Linked DNA regions of Macaca mulatta: region 2 is linked to region 1. A link is a contact called in public Hi-C data. All regions are on one chromosome and are shown on one strand. The core of a region is the stretch at or near the end of the contact, and the rest is flanking DNA. Distances in the headings are between cores, read along the strand shown.

What was found. A called contact is a pair of places that touch in the nucleus more often than the background predicts.
Region 2: a contact with region 1 is called in a Hi-C map of fetal cortical plate, with 3 times the contacts expected there. The contact joins the promoter of SPIRE1 here to the promoter of AFG3L2 in region 1. A contact is called at or near these places in 6 of 14 Hi-C or Micro-C datasets (CD4 T cells, blood, fetal cortex germinal zone and 3 more).

What each region holds. Positions count from the first base shown.
Region 1 is chr18:83,081,751-83,087,983 of T2T-MMU8v2.0, forward strand. AFG3L2 (AFG3 like matrix AAA peptidase subunit 2) reads right to left here and starts at 2,695. Exons shown (of 17, transcript XM_077975364.1): 1 at 2,437-2,695. The coding sequence starts at 2,550. It overlaps LOC144336549 (a long non-coding RNA gene), which reads left to right and starts at 383. Exons shown (of 3, transcript XR_013408433.1): 1 at 383-670; 2 at 1,277-1,346; 3 at 1,560-2,703.
Region 2 is chr18:83,335,323-83,341,555 of T2T-MMU8v2.0, forward strand. It overlaps SPIRE1 (spire type actin nucleation factor 1), which reads right to left and starts at 2,202. Exons shown (of 16, transcript XM_077975376.1): 1 at 1,454-2,202. The coding sequence starts at 1,466. LOC114673764 reads left to right here. Exons shown (of 4, transcript XM_077975406.1): 3 at 5,522-5,593.

The DNA of each region.
Region 1 (6,233 bases), core at 1,445-3,944:
AAATACCATCTTTACTAAAAATACAAAATTTAGCCAGGCATAGTGGCGGGCACCTGTAATCCCAGCTACTCAGGAGGCTGAGGCAGGAGAATCACTTGAACCCTGGAGGCAGAGGTTGCAGTGACCTGAGATCACGCCACTGCACTCCAGTCTGGGCGACAGAGAGAGACCCTGTCTCAAAAAAAAAAAAAAGAAGGAAAAGAAGAAAAGGGATCAGAGCTTGGTAAAACAGGGAAATGGATACAATGCAGGAAACTGAAAAAGGACCTACCGCAGGGCAGCGTGGCATGACCAGAGCGAAGAAACTGATCTAAGACTGGCAAGGGAGCCTCAAAGAGTAAAAGTCATGAATGCAGGCACTATTATTCCCCCATTCCACGCCCTTTTTTTTTTTTTTTAAAGACAGGTTCTGTCACCCACGCTGGAGTGCAGTGGTGCAATCACAGCTCACTGGAGCCTCAACCTCCTGCGCCAAGCAACCCGCCTTGGTCCCCCGAGTTGCTGGGACTACAGTCGTGAACCACTGAGCCCAGATAATTTAAGAAAACAAAAATTCGTAGAGGCCAGGAGCTGTGGCTCAGGCCTGTAATGCCAACACTTTAAGGGGACGAGGTGGGCCGGGCGCGGTGGCTCAAGCCTGTAATCCCAGCACTTTGGGAGGCCGAGATGGGCGGATCACGAGGTCAGATGGAGACCATCCTGGCTAACACGGTGAAACCCCGTCTCTACTAAGAAATACAAAAAATAGCCGGGCGAGGTGGCAGCGCCTGTAGTCCCAGCTACTCGGGAGGCTGAGGCAGGAGAATGGCGTGAACCCGGGAGGCGGAGCTTGCAGTGAGCTGAGATCCGGCCACTGCACTCCAGCCTGGGCTACAGAGCGAGACTCCGTCTCAAAAAAAAAAAAAAAAAAAAAAAGGGGACGAGGTGGGAGGATCGCCTGGGTCCTGGAGTTTGAGACCAGCCTGGGCAAGATGATGAACCCCACCTCTCCAGAATTTTTTTTTTTTTTTTGAGATGGAGTCTTGCTCTGTTGCCCAGGCTGGAGTGCAGTGGCCACTCTCAGCTCACTGCAAGCTCCGCCTCCCAGGTTCACACCATTCTCCGGCCTCAGCCTCTCGAGTAGCTGGGACCACAGGCTCCCGCCACCACGTCCGGTTAAATTTTTGTATTTTTAGTAGAGACGGGGTTTCACCGTGTTAGCCAGGATGATCTCCCTCTCCTGGCCTGGTGATCCGCCCGACTCAGCCTCCCAAAGTGCTGGGATTACAGGTGTGAGCCAACGCGCCCGGCCTCTCCAGAAATTTTTAAAAATCAACCATGGTGCTGTAGTCCCAGATACTTGGGAGGCTGAGGCGGGAGGATTGCTTCAGTCTGGGGCTGCAGTGAGCTGTGTTTGTACCATTGCACTCCGGCCTACGCGACGAAGCAAAAGCCTGTATCTAAAAATAAATAAATAAATAAAAAATTTTAAAAAAATTGTAGATCGGAGGGTCTGCTACACTACCCAGGCTGGTTTCCACCTCCTGGACTCAAGCTTCTCCCGCCTCGGCCTCCCGAAGTGCTGGGATCGCAGGCGTGAGTTCCCGCACCGGCCTATCTCCCCTCACAGTGAAGACGCTGAGCTGACTACCTCAAGGGCGCTGGGATAGCAGGAGGCCAAGCCAGGTTCCCTTGGCCGACCCGGGGACCTCAACCACCACCCGTACACCACCGTGAGGATGAGGAACAGTCACCTAAACAGTGAGAGCGATTATTGGACACGTGAACCTTTCCTTGAGGCAGATCACGGCCATGGTTCTGTCCACACACTATCATTATGTCAGCAACATGTATCAGGTCCTGTGTGTGTATCTAGAGGGATGGCTACCAACAGAGGAAGAGCCTCCCGCTGATAGCAGGCTCTAATATGCAACGAACACAGAGTCCCTGCTCCGAAAATGTGACATTCTTAATAATAATAGCTAATTCTGCCAGTCCTGGAATGCCCGCAATGGCCCCATTCAGCAGACGGGAACACGGAGACTCGGAGAGGTTAGGCAGCCTGACTCCAAAACCCGTCCTTGCGACAACATCGTGCTCGTGCTGCTGACTCAAAACTACAGACGCCTTCCTTCCGTGCTCCCGGGACATGAACGCGGGGACAAGGACGGCCACCAAGCCAACATGACCTTCGAGGCTTCAGCCGCCCCGGTGAAGCGCCAAGACCCGGCTCTACTGGAGCTGCGCGTTTTCAAAACTCGAATCCCACCGGCAGGGCTGGGCGCGAACCGGCGCTCAGCGGTCGGCGAAGAGACAGCGCGGGGGGCCGCGGCCCTCGGCAGGGACGGCCCGCGTGGGGCGGCAGGGCGGGGGCCAGTGACCTTGACGCCCGCTCTCCCGAGCCGGAAGTGGGCCCGAGGCCGGGTGGAGGGCGCCGGGCGCCCAGGTAGGACTCACCGTCCGGAGGCAGGGCTGCTCGCCTGGGCCCACGCCGCCAGGCACGCGCAGCTGCTGTAGGCCGCGGGGCCAGGAGCCGCCCCAGCCCCACAGCCGCAAACAGCGGTGCGCCATGGCCGCCGCCGTGGCCCTCTCGGCCCGGGACGCTGCGCAGGCGCGGGCAGGCGACCACTGGAGGCCTCGGGAAGCAGGCTCCGCTCGGGGAGAGACCGCCAGGCAGCGCAGCGCTCCCGCGGCTCACGGCGGAGCCCCAGCTCTCAACGCGGCGTCTCCCGCCGCCAGCCCCGCCCCGGCGCGCTGACGTCGACGTCTTCTCTCCGAAACCGGCCGCGACCTCAGCCGGTGCAGGAGAGCGGACCAAATGGTAGGAGCGTGGGGGCGGGACCGGAGGCGGGGGCCGACGAAGCGGCGTTGGGGGCGCGGCTGGAGGCGTGGCCGAAGAAGGACCTTAGAGGGCGAGGGGGAGCTGGAGGCGGAGCCGATGGCGAAGCGGGGACGGAGCCGAGGGCGGACAGGCGAGGGCGAGCGAGAGCTGGGGGCAGGGCCGATGGCGCACGTGGGGGGCGTGGCTGGAGGCGGGGCCAAGGAAGAACCGGGAGGGCGAGCGGGAGCTGCAGGCGAGGCCGACGGAGGAGTGGAGGGCGTGGCTGGAGGCGGGGACTAAGGGGAGACGCGCGCCTGGGATCCTGGGCTCCCGGGCCTGGGCAGCTGGGTGGGCCAGCCAGTTAGGAGCGAGGTGGAAGCAGCGAAGGCTCCAGCGGCGCCAGCTCAGTCGTCGGGTGTTGCTAGGGTCTGGAGACACCGAAGCGCACATTCCTGACCCTGGGAAGGCAAGGCGAAGATTCACAAGCAGCAGGGAGTGTTGGGGCCGTGCAGCCTGCGCTCTGGGAACCCTGTCGGGGAACTGGTGTTTGGAGAGCAAGTCGAGTCTTTCAGGTAGTGGAAACTACACATTGTTTCCTGTACCGTGACAGCGGAGGAAAAAAAGAGAGGTCTTTGAACCGAGGTGGGGGATTGGGGGGTTTTCTGAGACGGGCTCTCGCTCTGTCGCCCAGGCTTGCGATGCTGGACCTCAGGCAAAGGACAGTAATCCTTGAGAGACAGGAGACAAACCAGGTGAGTCCTGTGATTACCCCAATGGCAGTAAAACAATAAGAAAAAGATATACCAGAAACACCATCATACCATGCTCGCACAAAAGAAAACTGAGTAGACAGATTTTAGGGCAAGGAAATTCCAAACAAAATTAATTTCAGGGGAAAGAATATCACTAAGGATGAATAGTATCGGGTTTCTTTTCTTTTCCAGAGACAGGGTCTCACTCGGTCACTTAGGCTGGAATGCCGTGGTGCAATCGTAGCTCACTGCAGCCTCCAACTCCTGGGCTCAAGGGATCCTCCCGCCTCAGCCTCCCAAGTAGCTGGGACCACACGCGCTCGCCACCACACTCGACTTTTTTTATTTTGCGTAGAGATGGAGTCTCACTTTGTTGCTCACGCTAGTCTCAAACTCCTGACTTTAAGCAATCCTCCTGACTTAGCTTCCCAAAGTGCTGGGATTACAGATGTGAGCCACCCACACCTGGCCAAGAGGATTTTTATTATAATAAAGGGGTCAATTCATTAATAGGACATAACAACGTAAACATCTTTGTTCCCATTAACAGAAGCTTAAAATACAGGGAGCAAAGACTGACAGAACAACAACTTCCAATTATATTTGGAGATTTCAAATCCTTCTTTTGATAATTGACAGAACAATTAGACAGGAAAATAGTAAGTATATAAAAGACTTACACACAACCAAAGAAATCGAATTGACATTTATAGAAAACTACTCATAACAACAGAATACACATTATTTTCAAGTTTTCACGGAACACTTATCAAAATAAACCATATTATAGGCCATAAAAATATTAAGAGGAATCAAGTCTTATAAAACATATTTTCTAACCACAATGAAATTAAATTAGAAATCAGTATCAGAAATAGGCTGAGGTGAGAGGATCACTTGAGCCCAAGAGTTCCAGACAAGCCTGGGCAAAACAGAAAGACCTCATCTTCAAAAAAGAAAAAAAGCTAGACTAAGAAAATGAAGTAAAACCAAAGAAGAGAAAGAAGATAAGCGCGGCCGGGCGCGGTGGCTCACGCCTGTAATCCCAGCACTTTGGGAGGCCGAGGCGGGCGGATCACAACGTCAGGAGATCGAGACCGCAGTGAAACCCCGTCTCTACTAAAAATACAAAAAATTAGCCGGGCGTGGTGGCGGGCGCCTTGTAGTCCCAGCTACTCAGGAGGCTGAGGCAGGAGAATGGCGTGAACCCGGGAGGCGGAGCTTGCAGTGAGCTGAGATCAGGCCACCGCACTCCAGCCTGGGCAACAGAGCGAGACTCCATCTCAAAAAAAAAAAAAAAAAAGAAGATAAGCGCAAAAATCAATAAAATTAAAAACTAAAAGAGAGAAATGAATGAAATCAAAGGATGTTCTTTGAGAAGATCAATACTCAGACCAATCAGGAAAAAAGAAAATGACACAAATTGGCCCGGTGCAGTGGCTCATGCCTGTAATCCCAACACTGGGAGGCCAAGGCAGGCGGATCACCTAAGGTCAGGAGTTTGAGACCAGCCTGGCCAACATGGTGAAACCCCATCTCTACTAAAAATACAAAATTAGCTGCACATGGTGATGCACACCTGTAATCCCAGCTACTCGGGAAGCTGAGGCAGGAGATTCACTTGAACCCGGAAGGCAGAGGTTGCAGTGAGCCGAGATTGCACCATTGCACTCCAGCCTGGGCAAAAAGAGTGAAACTCCACTCAAAAAAAAAAAGAGAGAAAGAGAGAAGAGAAAGAGAGGAAGGAAGGAAGGGAGGGAGGGAGGGAGGAAGGGAGGGAGAGAGGGAGGGAGGAGATGGGCACGGTGGCTAACGCCTGTAATCCCAGCACTTTGGGAGACCGAGGTGGGTGGATCACGAGTTCAGGAGTTCAAGACCAGCCTGGCCAATATGGTGAAACTGCGTCTCTACTAAAAATACAAAAATTAGCCGGGCATGGTGGCACACACCTGTAGTCCCAGGTACTCAGGAGGCTGAGGCAGAAGCAGAAGAATCGCTTGAACCTGGGAGGTGGAGGTTGCAGTGAGCCAAGATTGCGCCACTGCACTCCAGCCTGGGTGACAGAGCGAGATTCCGTCTCAAAAAAAAAAGAAGAAGAAGAAGAAGAAAGAAAGAAACCCCATCTCTACTAAAAAAAAAAAAAAAAAAAAAAAAAAATTAGCCAGACATAGTGGCAAGCATCGGTAGTCCCAGCTATTCGGGAGGCTGAGACAGGAGAATAACTTGAACTCGGGAGTCAGAGATTGCAGTGAGCTGAGATCGCACCACTGCACTCCAGCCTGGAGTGCCAGACTCCATCTCAAAACAAACAAACAAACAAAATTACAAGCCGGGCGTGGTGGCTCACGCCTGTAATCCCAGCACTTTGGGAGGCGGAGGCGGACGGATCACGAAGTCAGGAGATCGAGACCACAGTGAAACCCCGTCTCTACTAAAAAAAACCAAAAAATTAGCCGGGCACGGTGGCGGGCGCCTGTAGTCCCAGCTACTTGGGAGGCTGAGGCAGGAGAATGGTGTGTACCCAATAAGCAGAGCTTGCAGTGAGCCGAGATCACGCCACTGCACTCCAGCCTGGGTGACAGAGCCAGACTCCGTCTCAAAAAAAAAAAAAAAAGAAAACCATGAGATTCCACTTCACAATCTAGGAGAGCTGTAATAAAAAATACTACATAGTAAAAAAT
Region 2 (6,233 bases), core at 952-3,451, 250 kb after region 1:
CTGTCCTCTTGATTAAAAACAGACAAACATTACCATATTTTGCTATTTCAAAAGTGTATCCAGTGTGAATTTTGAAAATACAGACTGGTTTAAAATATTTTGAACAAGCCAGGGAAAAAAATGATCTACTTTTATGGACAACACTACCACCTTCTGGCCTTATGGGATACTGCTGCCCATTGCACTTGGACAACTACAGCCAAAAACATTTTTGTCTTTGCCTTTCCCACCAGTAAACAAGATAAATGGGTTTAATAAGCTGGGGAATCTATGAGCCATTAACCTGCTAATCCTGGCATAGGGTAGTAAATAAATCTTGAAGACAACAGTACAGGGAAGGAGGAAGTGAGTAAAGGAAATCCGAACTTTATTTTTTAAAAGATGCATTATTTTTTTAGTCATCCCTCTAATCAATGGAAAAAGATGCAGTTTCTCTTTTTTTTTTGATTGAGACAGAGTCTCACTTGGTCACCCAGGCTAGGGTCAGTGCCGTGATTTCAGCTCACTGCAACCTCCGCCTCCTGGGTTGAGACGATTCTCATGCCTCGGCCTCTGGAGTAGCTAGGATTACAGGCACACGCTACCATGCCTGGCTAACTTTTGTATTTTTAGTAAAGACAGGCTTTCACCAAGTTGGCCAGGCTGGTCTCAAACTCCTGACCTCAGTAGTCCACCCACCTCAGCCTCCAAAAGTGCTGGGATTACAGATGTGAGCCACTGTGCCCGGCCAAAAGATGCATTCTTAAAAACAAATTTGCAACACTGGGATTTTCCTTGAGTGATGATTGTTTAAATATATACACATTTTGAGAGGGAGACATTACTGCACTGTATCACAGGACGGTTATATTCAACACAGGAGCTTTTTTTTTTTTTTTGTCAAGTAACAATTCATGGCTATGATATACTTAAATATTTTGCCTGTGTGAGCATATATGTAATTAAGTTGAGGAAAGATGACAAGTAGAATATTGTGTGATGTTTCTTCTCTACACAAAATAAAGGAAAATCTTTAAAATCCTAGCAGTCTTCTAAGTTTAGTTATACAACATGAACGCTTGACTCTTTTTTGTATAAAGACCATAACTTACTAACTTCTAAATGATTTTCAGTACTCCTTAAAGTTTTGATAAGCTGGCCGGGCATGGTGGCTCACGCCTGTAATCCTAGCACTTTGGGAGGCCGAGGCAGGCAGATCACCTGAGGTCAGGAGTTCGAGACCAGCCTGGCCAACATGGCAAAAACCCATCTCTACTAAAAATACAAAAATTAGCTGGGCATGGTGGCAGGCACCTGTAATCACAGCTACTTGGGAGGCTGAGGCAGGAGAATCACTTGAACCTGGGAGGCAGAGACTACAGTGAGCCGAGATTGCACCATTGCACCCCCAGCCTGGGCGACAAGAGCGAAACTTTGTCTCAAAAAAGCAGAAAACAAAATTGATAAGCCTTACTGTTCTCCATCATCACAACACTCTGAAAGTGACTGCTGACCACTCAAAGGCTACCAGCAGTTAATATCTTCTCAGTGGAGTTCAAGCAGCCCTGTGGAATAACAGCACTGTCCCATTTTCTCATTTTCAATTCATATTTGGGGCCAGGCGCAGTGGCTCATGCCTGCAATCCCAGCACTTTGGGAAGCCAACGCAGGCAGATCACTTGAGGCCAGGAGTTTGAGACCAGCCTGGCCAACGTGGTGAAACCTCATCTCTACTAAAAATGCAAAGAAAATTAGCCAGGCATGGTGATGCATGCCTGTAATCCCAGCTACTCGGGAGCCTGAGGCAGGAGAATCGCTTGAACCCAGGAAGCGGAGATTGCGGTGAGCCAAGATTGTACCACTGCACTCCAGCCTGGGTGACAGAGTGAGACTCCATCTCAAAGAGGAAAAAAAAAAAAAATCCAAAGATTGAAATGCCTTTATGTTCAGGATATTTTGTTCCCAATTTCAGTCATTGATTGTATTTTTACTCTGTGACTTCACATTTAAAATGTCTGAACAACTCAAATCAACATTTAAATGTCTTTTTCAAAGTGCTGTGAAGTCCGATGTGTTACTCTGAATATGGTTTTGTTTTTGTTGATTTTGTTATTTTTTAAAAATGGAATCCTTGACTTTTTTTATATTTACTTATTATTCTTGTAGAATAAATGTACTTCATGCTTCATACTCTGGAAGTGCTGGCCGCGCTGCTCTGAGTCTTTCAGGGAGCACCGTCACTGTGCAGCCCAAGCTTTTCCCAGACACTTGTGGACAGGTGCTCCTAAGGGGCACATTCACCTAGAAAAGTGCACCAGAAAGGAAAAAAAAAAAAAAAAAACAGCATATTTTTTAATGTTGTAACCTAAATTTTCATTGCCTACAATTGTAATACTTTATACATCTATAGTGATACTTCATACTTTCAAAATGTGCTCTTCAGTTATACAACTTGAAGGGTCAGATATTGTTATTTCTGTCTTACAGAGGAGAAAATACAGTCATAGGACAAAATGCAGAAGCAGTAAATGAAACAGGTGGGACTGGAACTCAGGCCTCCTGACCAGCTCAGCTCTTTCTCCTACATTACAATGTCCGTGTACACTCACACACAGCGAGAATGAAGTCCTGAGCCTGGCCGTGGGGACTCACACCTGTAATCCCAGCACTGTGGTAGGCTGAGGCGGGAGCATCATTTGAGCTCACAAGTTTGAGACCAGCCTGGGCAATGTGACGAAAATCCATCTCTACAAAAAATACAAAAAATTAACCAGGTGTGGTGGTGCACACCTATAATCCCAGCTGCTCAGAAGGCTGAGGCACAAGAATCACTTGAACCCTGGAGGCAGAGGCTGCAGTGACCCGAGATCATGCCACTGCACTCCAGCCTGGGCAATACAGTGAGACCTTGTCTCAAAAAAAAAAAAAAGAAAAAAGAAAAAAAATGTTTTGAGGAAAAGTAGAGGATTGAGATAAAAGGTATTAACAGTAGTGTATCAGTGGGTTCATGAGAGACCTTGGAAAATACTAGGCTAAGCAATAATCATGTTTCACCTACTTAATGTGATTGATTCTCCTTTAAGATAATTATTTTTAAACCATTATAGATGTATGATGTTCTGATCTGAATATAAGTGTAATTATTAGCTTCAACTAGTTAAGAAGATTTGTCTTCGAAAAGACTTCATAAATATGAATTTTAGGCCAAGCCACTATTTTATGCTTACAGAAATTGGAGCCTATAAAGGTTAAGTGACTTACCCCAAATTACTGCTAGTTGGCCTGAGATAATTCAAATATATTTCCTATAACACAAACTTTCCAAATACTCTTTTATAGCCGTATTACATAATTCTGATCAGATTTCAAATGTTAGGACAAGCAGTAGCTTACTCCTTAATTCCAGTGGGAAATTAAAAACAAAATAAGGCCCAAAAATATCTATTCTTTGAGACAGTCGCTTGAGGCCAAGGCTTGAGTGCAGTGGAATGATCTCAGCTCACTGCAACCTCCACCTCCTAGGTTCAAGCAATCCTCCCACCTCAACCTTCCAAGTAGCTGGGACCACAGGTGCACACCAATACCTGGCTAACTGTTGTACTTTTTTGCAGAGACAAAAAAGAGACAGGGTTTCACCATGTTGCCCAGGCTGGTCTGGAACTCCTGAGCTCAGGTAATCCACCCACCTCTTCCTCCCAAAGTGCTGGGATTACAGGTGTAAGCACCACAACCGGCCACAAAAATACCTTTGTTTTTTTTTGTTTTTTTTTTTGTTTTTTTTTTTTGAGACGGAGTCTCGCTCTGTCGCCCGGGCTGGAGTGCAGTGGCCGGATATCAGCTCACTGCAAGCTCCGCCTCCTGGGTTCACGCCATTCTCCTGCCTCAGCCTCCCGAGTAGCTGGGACTACAGGCGCCCGCCACCGCGCCCGGCTAGTTTTTTGTATTTTTTTTAGTAGAGACGGGGTTTCACCGTGTTAGCCAGGATGGTCTCAATCTCCTGACCTCGTGATCTGCCCGTCTCGGCCTCCCAAAGTGCTGGGATTACAGGCTTGAGCCACCGCGCCCGGCAATACCTTTGTTTTGTAGCAAAGTTTGATGTTTGACAATAATTGCTTAAAAATGGAGAATTCTCAATAAAATCTTAACCAGAGTTTTTGTGTTGTGTAAATTAAAGAAAAATTTTCAGACTGAATCACAGTTTGCTGATGAGACAATGCAAAAATATTTTTTCAAGCCTCCATTATTTAATTTTTCCTGAGTGTGTGTGTGTGAAGAGACAGAGTCTCATTCTGTTGCCCAGGCTTGATGGAGTCCAGTGGTGCAATCATAGCTCGTTGTAATCTCTAACTCCTGTGCTGAAAAGAATCCTCCCAGCCGGGCACAGTGGCTCATGCCTATAATCACAGCATTTTGGGAGGCTGAGGTGGGCAGATCACCTGAGGTCAGGAGTTCAAGACCAGCGTGACCAACATGGAGAAACCCCGTCTCTACTAAAAATACATAATTAGCTAGGCATAGTGGCGCATACCTGTAATCCCAGCTACCCGGGAGGCTTAGGCAGGAGAATCGCTTGAACCCAGCGGGGCGGAGGTTGTAGTGAGCTGAGATCTTGCCATTGCACTCCAGCCTGGGCAACCAGAGTGAAACTCCATCTCAAAAGAAAAAAAGAGTCCTCCCACTTCAGCCTCCTGAGTAGGCTGGGACTGCAGGGATGTGCCACCACACCCCACTAATTTTTAAAAACTTTTTGTAGGCCGGGCGTGGTGGCTCACGCCTATAATCCCAGCACTTTGGGAGGCCGAGGCGGGTGGATCACGAGGCCAGGAGATCGAGACCATCCTGGTTAACACGGTGAAACCCCATCTCTACTAAAAATACAAAAATTAGCCAGGCATGGCGGCATGTGCCTGTAGTCCCAGCTACTCAGGAGGCTGAGGCAAGAGATCGCTTGAACCCGGGAGGCAGAGATCTCAGTGAGCCAAGATCATGCCATTGATCTCCAGCTTGGGTGACAGAGTGAGACTCTGGCTCAAAAATTTTTTTTTTTTTGTAGAGAAAGGGTGTCAGTCTGCTGCCCAAGCTGGTCTCAAATTCCTGGGCTCAAGGTATCCTCCCACCTTGGCCTCCCAAAGTGCTGGGATTACAAGTTTGAACCATTATGCTTGGCTAATTTGTCCTGATTTTTTTTTTTTTTTTAAATACAGGGTCTTGCTCTGTGGCTCAGGCTGGAGTGCAGTGGTGCAATCTCTGCTCACTGCAACCTCTGCCTCCCAGGTTCAAGTGATTCTCCTGCCTCAGCCTCCTGAGTAGCTGGGATTACAGGTGCCCACCACCATGCCCAGCTAACTTTTGTATTTTTAGTAAAGCAGGGTTTCACCATTTTAGCCAGGCTGCTCTCGAACTCCTGAACTCAAGTGATCCACCCACCTCAGCCTCCTAAAGTGCTGGTGGGAGCCACTGCACCTGACTTATCCTAATCTTTATCGAGAAAAGATGGCCTTTTCCTGTTGCTCAAAAAAGGTGTTTTTTCCCTCATGTACAGGCAGAGGTCTAGAGCTGCTCCTGGCTCTTGTACTCTACTTTGACCCAATGAGAGCCTCATTTCTCTTCCAAGGTGAGTGTATAACCAACATAAAATATGACTTCCCTTTAATTCAACTAGATATTTAATGAATTCCGCACATTCCAGATGTGCTAAAAAGCTAGTCTTTAAGCTTTGCCTTAGTAATTTGTGTAGAAGGGTATAGGTAAAGGTATAGGCGTGGTGGTATGTGCCTGTGGTTCCAGCTACTCGGAGGCTGAGGTGGGAGGATTGCTTGAGCCCGGGAGGTAGAAGTTGCAGTGAGCCGAGTTCATGCCTTATATGTTACTTGTGCTTTTCCCTTAGGATTTCCCCTGAACTGTTCTGTTAACGTCAATTCCTGTCCTCCTGATCTTTTGTAGAAAGAGCCACTGATGGAACACTGTGTATTTCCCTTATGTGCCATACCTGTTCATACCTCTCAGGAACAGAAGTGTAACCCTTGCTCCCACTCTCGACCTAGCAATCTAATCCTTCTTAAGAGATGTTGGAAGAAAAATTATTGACATTGCAATTCATAAAAACATGACATCCCAGAGCTTAACCTAAAGTTGTAAGAGAGTATTTTAAAGAAACTTAATTTTCTTTTTTTTTTTTTTTTTGGAAACGGAGTCTTGCCCTGTCACCCAGACTGGAGTGCAATGGCACAAGCTCTACTCACTACAACCTCTGC